Regions from separate parts of the Mus musculus genome. Here region 1 is linked to region 2. The links are chromatin contacts, called in public ChIA-PET maps. All regions are on one chromosome and are shown on one strand. Each heading gives the region's core, a stretch centred on a gene start, on an enhancer-like site or on the middle of the called end of the contact. The rest is flanking DNA. Distances are from core to core; before and after follow the strand shown. Region 1 has its middle 16 kb from the start of Fbxo28. Region 2 has its middle 33 kb from the start of Gm33887.

The links. ChIA-PET counts read pairs in DNA pulled down with a chosen protein or histone mark.
Region 1: an RNA polymerase II ChIA-PET map of memory CD8 T cells shows a contact between it and region 2, with 8 read pairs. The contact joins two enhancer-like sites. A contact is called at or near these places in 5 of 115 datasets of contacts at active chromatin or transcription factors (CD8 T cells, the SCID.adh cell line, effector CD8 T cells and 2 more) and 3 of 9 other capture datasets (adipose tissue, liver and pancreatic islet).

What each region holds. Positions count from the first base shown.
Region 1 is chr1:182,356,053-182,360,099 of GRCm38.p6, reverse strand. No RefSeq gene overlaps it. Among named protein-coding and RNA genes, the nearest start is that of Fbxo28, 16 kb to the right of the region's middle. Within about 2 kb of position 1,764, at least 43 of the 459 cell types and tissues checked have an H3K27ac peak or open chromatin away from gene starts, as enhancers often do. A contact at or near this core is called in memory CD8 T cells, where this site is marked.
Region 2 is chr1:182,222,361-182,226,306 of GRCm38.p6, reverse strand. No RefSeq gene overlaps it. Among named protein-coding and RNA genes, the nearest start is that of Gm33887, 33 kb to the left of the region's middle. Within about 2 kb of position 2,241, at least 17 of the 459 cell types and tissues checked have an H3K27ac peak or open chromatin away from gene starts, as enhancers often do. A contact at or near this core is called in memory CD8 T cells, where this site is marked.

The sequences.
Region 1 (4,047 bases), core at 515-3,014, 130 kb before region 2:
ATGTTTTCATTAACACAGGGTCTCTTATTGGCCTGGAATTTGTCAAGTAGGCTAGGCTGGCTACTCAGCGAGCCCCAGGGAGCAACCCCTCTCATGTTGCAAAGCAACTCTACCAACTGAGCTATCCTTCCAGTCCTGAAGGTATTTTTTTTTCTAATGTATGGTACCTCAAACTATGTATCTGAGAATGAGCTTGAATTCCTGACCTTCTGTCTCCACCTCTCAAGTGTTAGGAGTTCAGGCACTCACCATCATGCCAAGCTAAAAACGTTATCCATTATAATTATTATTATTATTATTAATTATTTTACTCCCCTCTCCTTGCCTTGGCAAACACTTTATTCTAGGTTGCAGTAAGCCACAAGCAAGGGTCCCTCGAAGCAAATTGCCCTCTCCCCTTCTAACCAAGTCACAGAAAAGATGAAGACTGACAAACAGGATGGAAGACTGTAGACAGCAACTGAAAACAGATCAGACTACACTGACGTCTCGTTATGGCCAAGGCAAATCCTTTGTGGTTATGCAGTCATTCAGTAAAGGTCTAGTCAACTCCAACCAGGCACAGACACTAGTGACACAGCGGTATCTCGCTAGCTCCCCATCTCCCTGGGTCCCCTCTGTCCGTCCACTTCATGCTATAGGTCTTCAAGATGTGGCTATTTCTTAAAAGAGAAACAGGGAGGGAGGCAGGCATAAGATAGGACGTCAGAATGAGTACTCTATTGGTTGACCTAAAACTCCACTGAACTTTCCTCCGGACGGTACTTCGCCTCACCTGACCTAGATTCAGGTATGTTGCCTCATCCACTTTAAGCGGTGCTCGGCACCTCAGCGACACGGCTTAGCACAGAACAGGAGACAAGTGAGCCAAAGAGCAGCCCAAACCGTAATCCCAAGAAATCTTAATTCTGCAACATTTGGAGAGTCCCTGGTCATGCTGAAGGAGTACAACTGTCTACGCCAAGAGCCGAAGTTCTTGTGAGTTATGGCTCCATGGCTCTTGACTTACTCAGCCACAGAAAGATGGCATGCTCCTGTGCTTGTGCGTTTCTGTGGATGAATCAGGAATGTTCACCCTGGAGCCATAATTAGTTTGCTTTCTGTTTGTCTAAGACTTGTCTTTTTCAAAAAAAAAACCCAAAACAAACAAACAAACAAACAAACAAACAAACAAACAAAAACCACTTAAGGTAGAACTCGACTATAACATCTTTACGGAGAGACTGAATTATCTGGGTGGTGTTCTCTAGCCTTCAAAAAAAGGGATTTGGGGGCTGGCGAGATGGCTCAGTGGTTAAGAGCGCCTACTGCTCTTCCGAAGGTCCAGAGTTCAAATCCCAGCAACCACATGGTGGCTCACAACCATCCATAACGAAATCTGATGCCCTCTTCTGGAGTGTCTGAAGACAGCTACAGTGTAACTATATGTAAATATATGTAAATAAATAGTTTTTTAAAGGGATTTGTACAAAGAAGAAAGGGGAGGGGGAGCAGGAGGAGGTGGTGGAAGAGGGAGGAAGGGTGAAAGAGGAAGAGAAGGAGGAGGAAGGAAGGAAGGAAGGAAGGAAGGAAGGAAGGAAGGAAGGAAGGAAGGTAGGAAGGAAGGAAGGAAGAGAAAAGGAACATACATACCTAAGTGGCATTTGCAGTTCTCTGCGTCAAAAGAATAGCATTCAAAATATGCACAGTGAGGCCAGTGTTTTGCAGAGGAAAGTATACTGTGTGCTATGTAAACACACAGTATACTTAAGAGGAAGTGGGTTTCTTTTCAAGCTATAAAGATGAAGGTGATATTGTCAGACCCAGTGCTGTGATGAGAGGGTGTGTCAAGCATTGTGAGAGGAACCATTTCCTGCAAGAGTTTAGAATGTGGCCTGAAAATAAGCTACTTACAATAAACTACTCACCAACAACTGGTTCTACATATGGCTAAAAACATCATTTTTCATTTAATGGCTTCTTAGTCTAAGCTTATCACAAATTTCCTTTACATTAAAGACATTTCTGGCATCTGTCACTTGGACTCCCTAGGGAGAACATTTCACTGGGGGAGTGTGTGTGTGTGTGTGTGTGTGTGTGTGATTGGTATACAGGAAACAAGCCCGAGAGGACAAAGCCACTTTTCCTGGGTCAGTGCAATAAGAAGCAGCTAGAAGCCCTGTTCTCGGATGACAACAGACCTTCATTGCCTCTTCAAAGTTCAAGCTTGAATGACATTTAGGTGTTGGGATTATTTAAATGTAAATGGGAAGAAAACTGGGTTTTAGCATTCCTAAAGCTTGAAACCAACTTTCTGGATTCTAATGGAAATTTCAATTTAGGTTTTCCATATTTGGATCTTGTTCAAAGATATTCCTACTAACCATGAGTGCGAATAGGCTTTGGTGGTTAATAAGCAGCCATCCACCAACTTGTCTGGTAGAAATGGACCTGCTGCTATGAATGTTTAGAGAGCAACAGCTGAGTGGTGCCACCTTCGGTGACAGCATCTCCAGGACTGATGCTCAGGAGCTGCCAGGCTAATGGGGAAATAAAATGAAATGAGTGGAGAACTGGGCACCAGTGGGCATATGTGAAGCACAACAGAATTCAAGGCTTGGCTTGACCTATGACCTATGAACTATGGCCTGAAGCACATTGCTTCACCTCCCTCTGCCTCAGTTGCTTAATGTGTAAAGAGACAAGGGGATGTTGGGGCAGTTTACTTCCTATTGTCAGGGAAAAGGAAAAAAAAATAAACTCAAAACATTCTGATGAGTACAAAAATCCAAAATAACATTTATTCCTTCTTCTCTCTCAAACAGTAAAGCTGTAAGTATTTTCTATAAACTCTTTTAACAATCTTTTGGGTTGCCACTGTGTTGGTCTCTGAACATGTCACAGTTCTTTAGAGTTATTGTGAATTTGGAGGCTTTTGTTTTGTTTTGTTTTTCCTGTGTGTTTGTTTGTTTTGTCTTTTGCTTTTTTGTTTGTTTGTTTTGACAGAGTCTCAAACTCTCTTCAGAACCAAATGTTCTTGAGCCTTGAGCTCAAGAATCTCCCACCTCCGTTTCCTAAGTGCTGGACTTTTTCTGTAGAGACAGAATGTATCTGCCTGCTGGTACAATTGCATCTGCTTTTCATAACGGAATGATTGGACGTTATGACTAACCTTGACTCCAAGCACTAACCTTGTCTATTTCCTGAAGGTCAAGTTGAAAGCTCTAAACCTGTAATCAGTCACACCGTTGGTCTTTCTAGTATAGTACCCCAGACTCTGAAACTGTATAGACCTGAAATGAGTCAGTCCCTTAGTTAACACAGATGCTGTTGAGCCTACTCACTGTGACTACAAACTTACTTCCTAACTCAGAGAATCCCAAGGAGGCAGTAGTCATCTCTTAAGAACAAGAAGACCAAATATTTTATTTCAAAACTTTATGTTACCAAACTCTGTGAGTGTTGTCTTGATAGCAGAATCCCCTTCATGCTGGTTCTGATGAACAAGGTACTAAAGGAAGCCTCAGGTAACACACGCAAGAACTCAGCAACCCCATGAGTTGAGTTAAGTTGGAAGTGGCTCTTCCACAGTTTAACCTTCAGCTGAGGCTCATTCTAATCTTGTGAGATTCCGGAACAGAAGGTCCAGCTTAGAGCCCTTCCCAGATCTCTGGCTCTCGCTAACTATGGGATTTTTGTTTTTAATTACATCTTTAAATTTTATGTGTTACAGTGTTTTGCCAGCATGTATGTCTGTGCACTGTGTGTGCAATACCCAGAGAAGCCAAAAGAGGGCACTGGGGCTCCTGGAACTGGGATTACAGACAGTTGGGTGCTGGGAGTTGAACTCAGGTCCTCTGCAAGAGCAGCCAGTGTTCTTAATTGATGCTGAGCCATGCCTCCTACTCTTTACATTATATTTTTGTCCCAAAATTTTGGAGGTAATTTCCCATGCAGTAATATGCATAACTAATACACTAGCTATATCTTGACCAAAAGCCAGTGACGTCTTAAACACAAAGAACCTACACTGGAAACACTTAGCGGTGATTCCTAACATCTAGCAAT
Region 2 (3,946 bases), core at 992-3,491:
TCACTCGCTGCCCAGGCTCTGGGAGACCATCTGGGGCTCAGAAGGTGCCGGCCCAGATGAAGCAGTCTGAGGCTGGACCACCTGGGGCTAGCTATGTTGGAGCTATTCTGAATGCAGAATTTGAGGAAACACTTGGACTTGGCAGGATGCTGGAACTGATACATCTTTTAGGGGCAAAAGATAAAGTTAAGGAGTGTCTTAGTTAGGGTTTCCATTGCTGTGAACAGATACTATGACCACAGCAACTCTAAAAAAGAAAGCATTTAATAAGTTCAGAGGTTCAGTCCATCAAGACAGGAAGCATGGCAGCATCCAGGCAAGCATGGCACAGAAGATGCTGAGAGTTCTATACATTGTTCCAAAGGCAAACGGAAGAAGACTGGCCTCGAGGCAGCTAGGGGGAAGGTCTCACAAAGCCCACCCCCACAGTGACACACTTCCTCCAAAAAGGCCACACCTCCTAATAATGCCACTCCCTGGGCCAAGCATATTCAAACCACCACAAGAAGTTTAAGGAGAAATTTTTTCTTGGGTTTACAATTAAAACTTTCAGGCTCATGGTCTTGCTAGTTGGGAGAAGGGAATCTCAAACCAGGGAAACAGGAATAGATAGGAATAGGCAGAGGGGGGATAAGCTATTAATTAACAGTTCTTATCTGTAGTCCATTTAACCTAAGAGGTAGATCCAAGTCAATTCTCTGAAGTGTACAAGAATTTTTTTAAGTTTACAAGAAGAGGTAAGTTTCAGACATGTTAGCATCACCGTTGTTTGTAACCTGAAACCTGCATTGTTGAGAGGGCAGTATGTTATGTTTTATTATACACAGTGTAATAACACAGGAGGGAGCACCTCAGTGGGCCCTGCCCAAGTGTTCCTCCTGAGAAATCAGCTATGAGACAGGCTGAGTTATGAAAGGAAGTTTACTGGGGGGCGGGGGGGGAGGGAGACAAGGAGAGGAACAGGGACCTGGCAAGGGGTAGAAGCAGAGAAGGGGACAGAGGACAGAAAGAGAAAAGAGAGAGGAAGAGATAAAGGAGGGAAGGGGCTGACCAGGGACATGTGGGGAAGAAAGAGAGGAGAGAGTAGTTAGAGAAAGAGAGAGAGGACTAGCAAACAGAGACAGTTTTAGGTTAAAAGCACAAACACTCTTTAAAGCAAGCTCAGGGAAGACAGAAAGCTTCTATAGAACAGAAGGGGCAAAGCTTTCCCGATCGCGATTTTCAATATGACTACAAACTGTGGAAGAGCGCTCGGTGTGACTGCACTCGGTAAGCAGAGGGGTTTCCCCTCCATCCATATGGCTGCATGTGTAGAACATTTAGCAGCGTGAGAAGCACTTGTAAGTCGATACTCAGAGGACAACCAAAGGAAGTTTAAAATCTCGAGCTTGTGATGATTACAGCAGTGGATAGTACTGGACAGCTTTCCCAGAGTTAGACGAACAGCTTATCAGAACTCCATTGATTAATGTGACCACTGAACTTTTTAAGTCTTAATACAACAGTAACATAGTGAGGGGAAGAAATCTGAAGCATTTTTCTTTTTCTTTCTCTCTTTCTCTCTTTCTCTCTTTCTTTCTTTCTTTCTTTCTTTTTTAAAGATTTATTTATTTATTATATGTATGTGAGTACACTGTAGCTGTCTTCAGACACACCAGAAGAGGGCATCAGATCCCCATTACAGATGGTTGTGAGCCACGATGTGGCTGGGAATTGAACTCAGGACCTCTGGAAGAGCAGCCGGTGCTCTTACCTACTGAGTCATCTCTCCAGCCCCCTAAAGCATTTTTCATTCCTTTTATATCCCTTTAAATCACTTTATCACCGTTTAAGTTTTCACATCACATCCTCCAACCTTCATAATTTGCACTTACCAACCATAAAATGCCTTCTTAGTCCCTAAAACACTGTCTTCCATCCTCACAACCTAAGCTTCTGTATGCTCAGACCTTACAGAAGTGGAACACCTTTTTTCCTATCCAATTATTCACCATGAGACACCCGGGGTTGATTACTGGGAGCAGTCACCATAACGTGAGTTCCTTTAGATAAGAGGAATAGTAAAAATAGTTTCTTTGAAACCTGTTTCCTGAGTCTGGTAACAAGATAGACCCAGAAGTAGCAGCTCTCGGGGTCTAAGGCCTGTGGCCGGATTTTTTACACATCAAGAGACCTGAGAAGACATCTGAAACCTTGGTTGTTACAGTTCAACTGATATATCTTGTATTAGTCTTTTCACCTGAGTAAGCAGGAAGTGCAGACCAAGCAACTTCCGAGTCTATTAAAAAATGATAGAGGCTTACTGACTACCCGGGACAGTCACCCAAGGTTTCTCTGTGGTTGGTGGAGCATCTGTCTCCTGCCACCAGGCTCAGAAAATTTGACAGACTCTCCTGTGAAGCAGGAAATTTGAAGGACTGTCCTATCTTGTCCAGGAAAAGTGAGGCAGTCAACTTTCCAGTGCCCTGCAGATCCAGTTTGGACAGTGTGCTGTTAGCAGTCAAGGCTAAGGTCAGTCTGGCCCACTAGCTGGCTCTGCCACATTAAAGCAAGCTTCAGGTTCCTTGGAGGAGTGGTACTGCCAGGAGCTAATGTGTCTCTCTATCGTGAAAAGCCTTTTTATTAAACATTTTAAATGCTGTATTCTGCAGATCTCTGAAGTCTTTGAGGACTATCTATCTAAAGCGTCTCTGAATAGGCAAGCTTTGCTTGTTTCTAGTTACTTTGAAAATCTATACAAGAGGCTTCATAAGGCTTGTTCATGTAATTAATGACATCAGTTCTCAGCATGACTACCGATATGTTTCTGAACACATGAAAGGAATTGATCATTCATAAGGTTACTGACTATCAACTTGCAGTTTTTAAATTATCATTAACTGTTTAAATAATTTAGTAGCTTTTATAAGGACTAGGACTTTACATTATACCCCTGTTAGGTTTATCCACTTTGAATTGAAACTATTCTAGTATCAAAATAAAACTTTAATCATAGATAAGGTCCACAGGGAGACTGACAACTTTCCTGGTCCTGAAAATGGGCACAGTGGAGAAACCAAAATAGCCATTCCATGGGAAAAGGGAAAAAGTTTATACTAAACCACCAAGGCTGTCTGGGAGGAGGGGGACTTGTGAGCTGTAGTGGGGCCTCGAGGCCAGCATTTCCTTGATAGGTTAGTAGGCACCTCAGTCATATGTCAACAGAAGGGCCACAGTTTGGTCCTGCCAGAGATAAGGAGGATGACTCAAATTTTAGCAAGCAGGAACTTTCTTCAAGTCCCGGAGGGAAAGGGGGCTTTTGTCTAAATACCCAAATTGGGGAAAAGGACTTTCTTGGAGAACCAGATGCACCATTGTAGAATAAAATAGTTTTTTGAATCGTTTAATTTATCCAAACAGCTAAGGTTTAAAAGACAAAGAAGCTAGAGCGATATTACTGTGAACCTGTGGAGACCTTAGGAGTTCTTAGATCTTGATTATCAAATAAGCCTTGTTCATTAAACATATGTTGCTACTTCTCTGCATTTTCGACCAGCTCGGTGTTGACCAATTAGCCTACATAGTTAGACATACATTTAAATTAGCTTTTATTAATCTGAATAGATTTTTTTTGAAATTTTATCATCATGTACTAAATATTTTAAACCAGAGTTGCATTAAATATTATCACGGCTCAAATTGAGCCATTGGTAGGGTGGCAACCGTCCCTTGTCACCCACCCAGTGTTCCAGATCCCCAAAAGAAAGACACACATCCACAGCCTTATATTTAATATTCCTTAAACAACACAATGGTTGGCTACTTCCAAATATCCCCTCTGCTAACACACTCTCTTCTCTGATATTCTTGAATTATTACTCACTAAAACCTATATTCCATCCTGGCTGCCAGGGACCCAGGCCTGCAAGCCTTTCTGAGCTATGATCCCCAACTCTTACATGTTGAC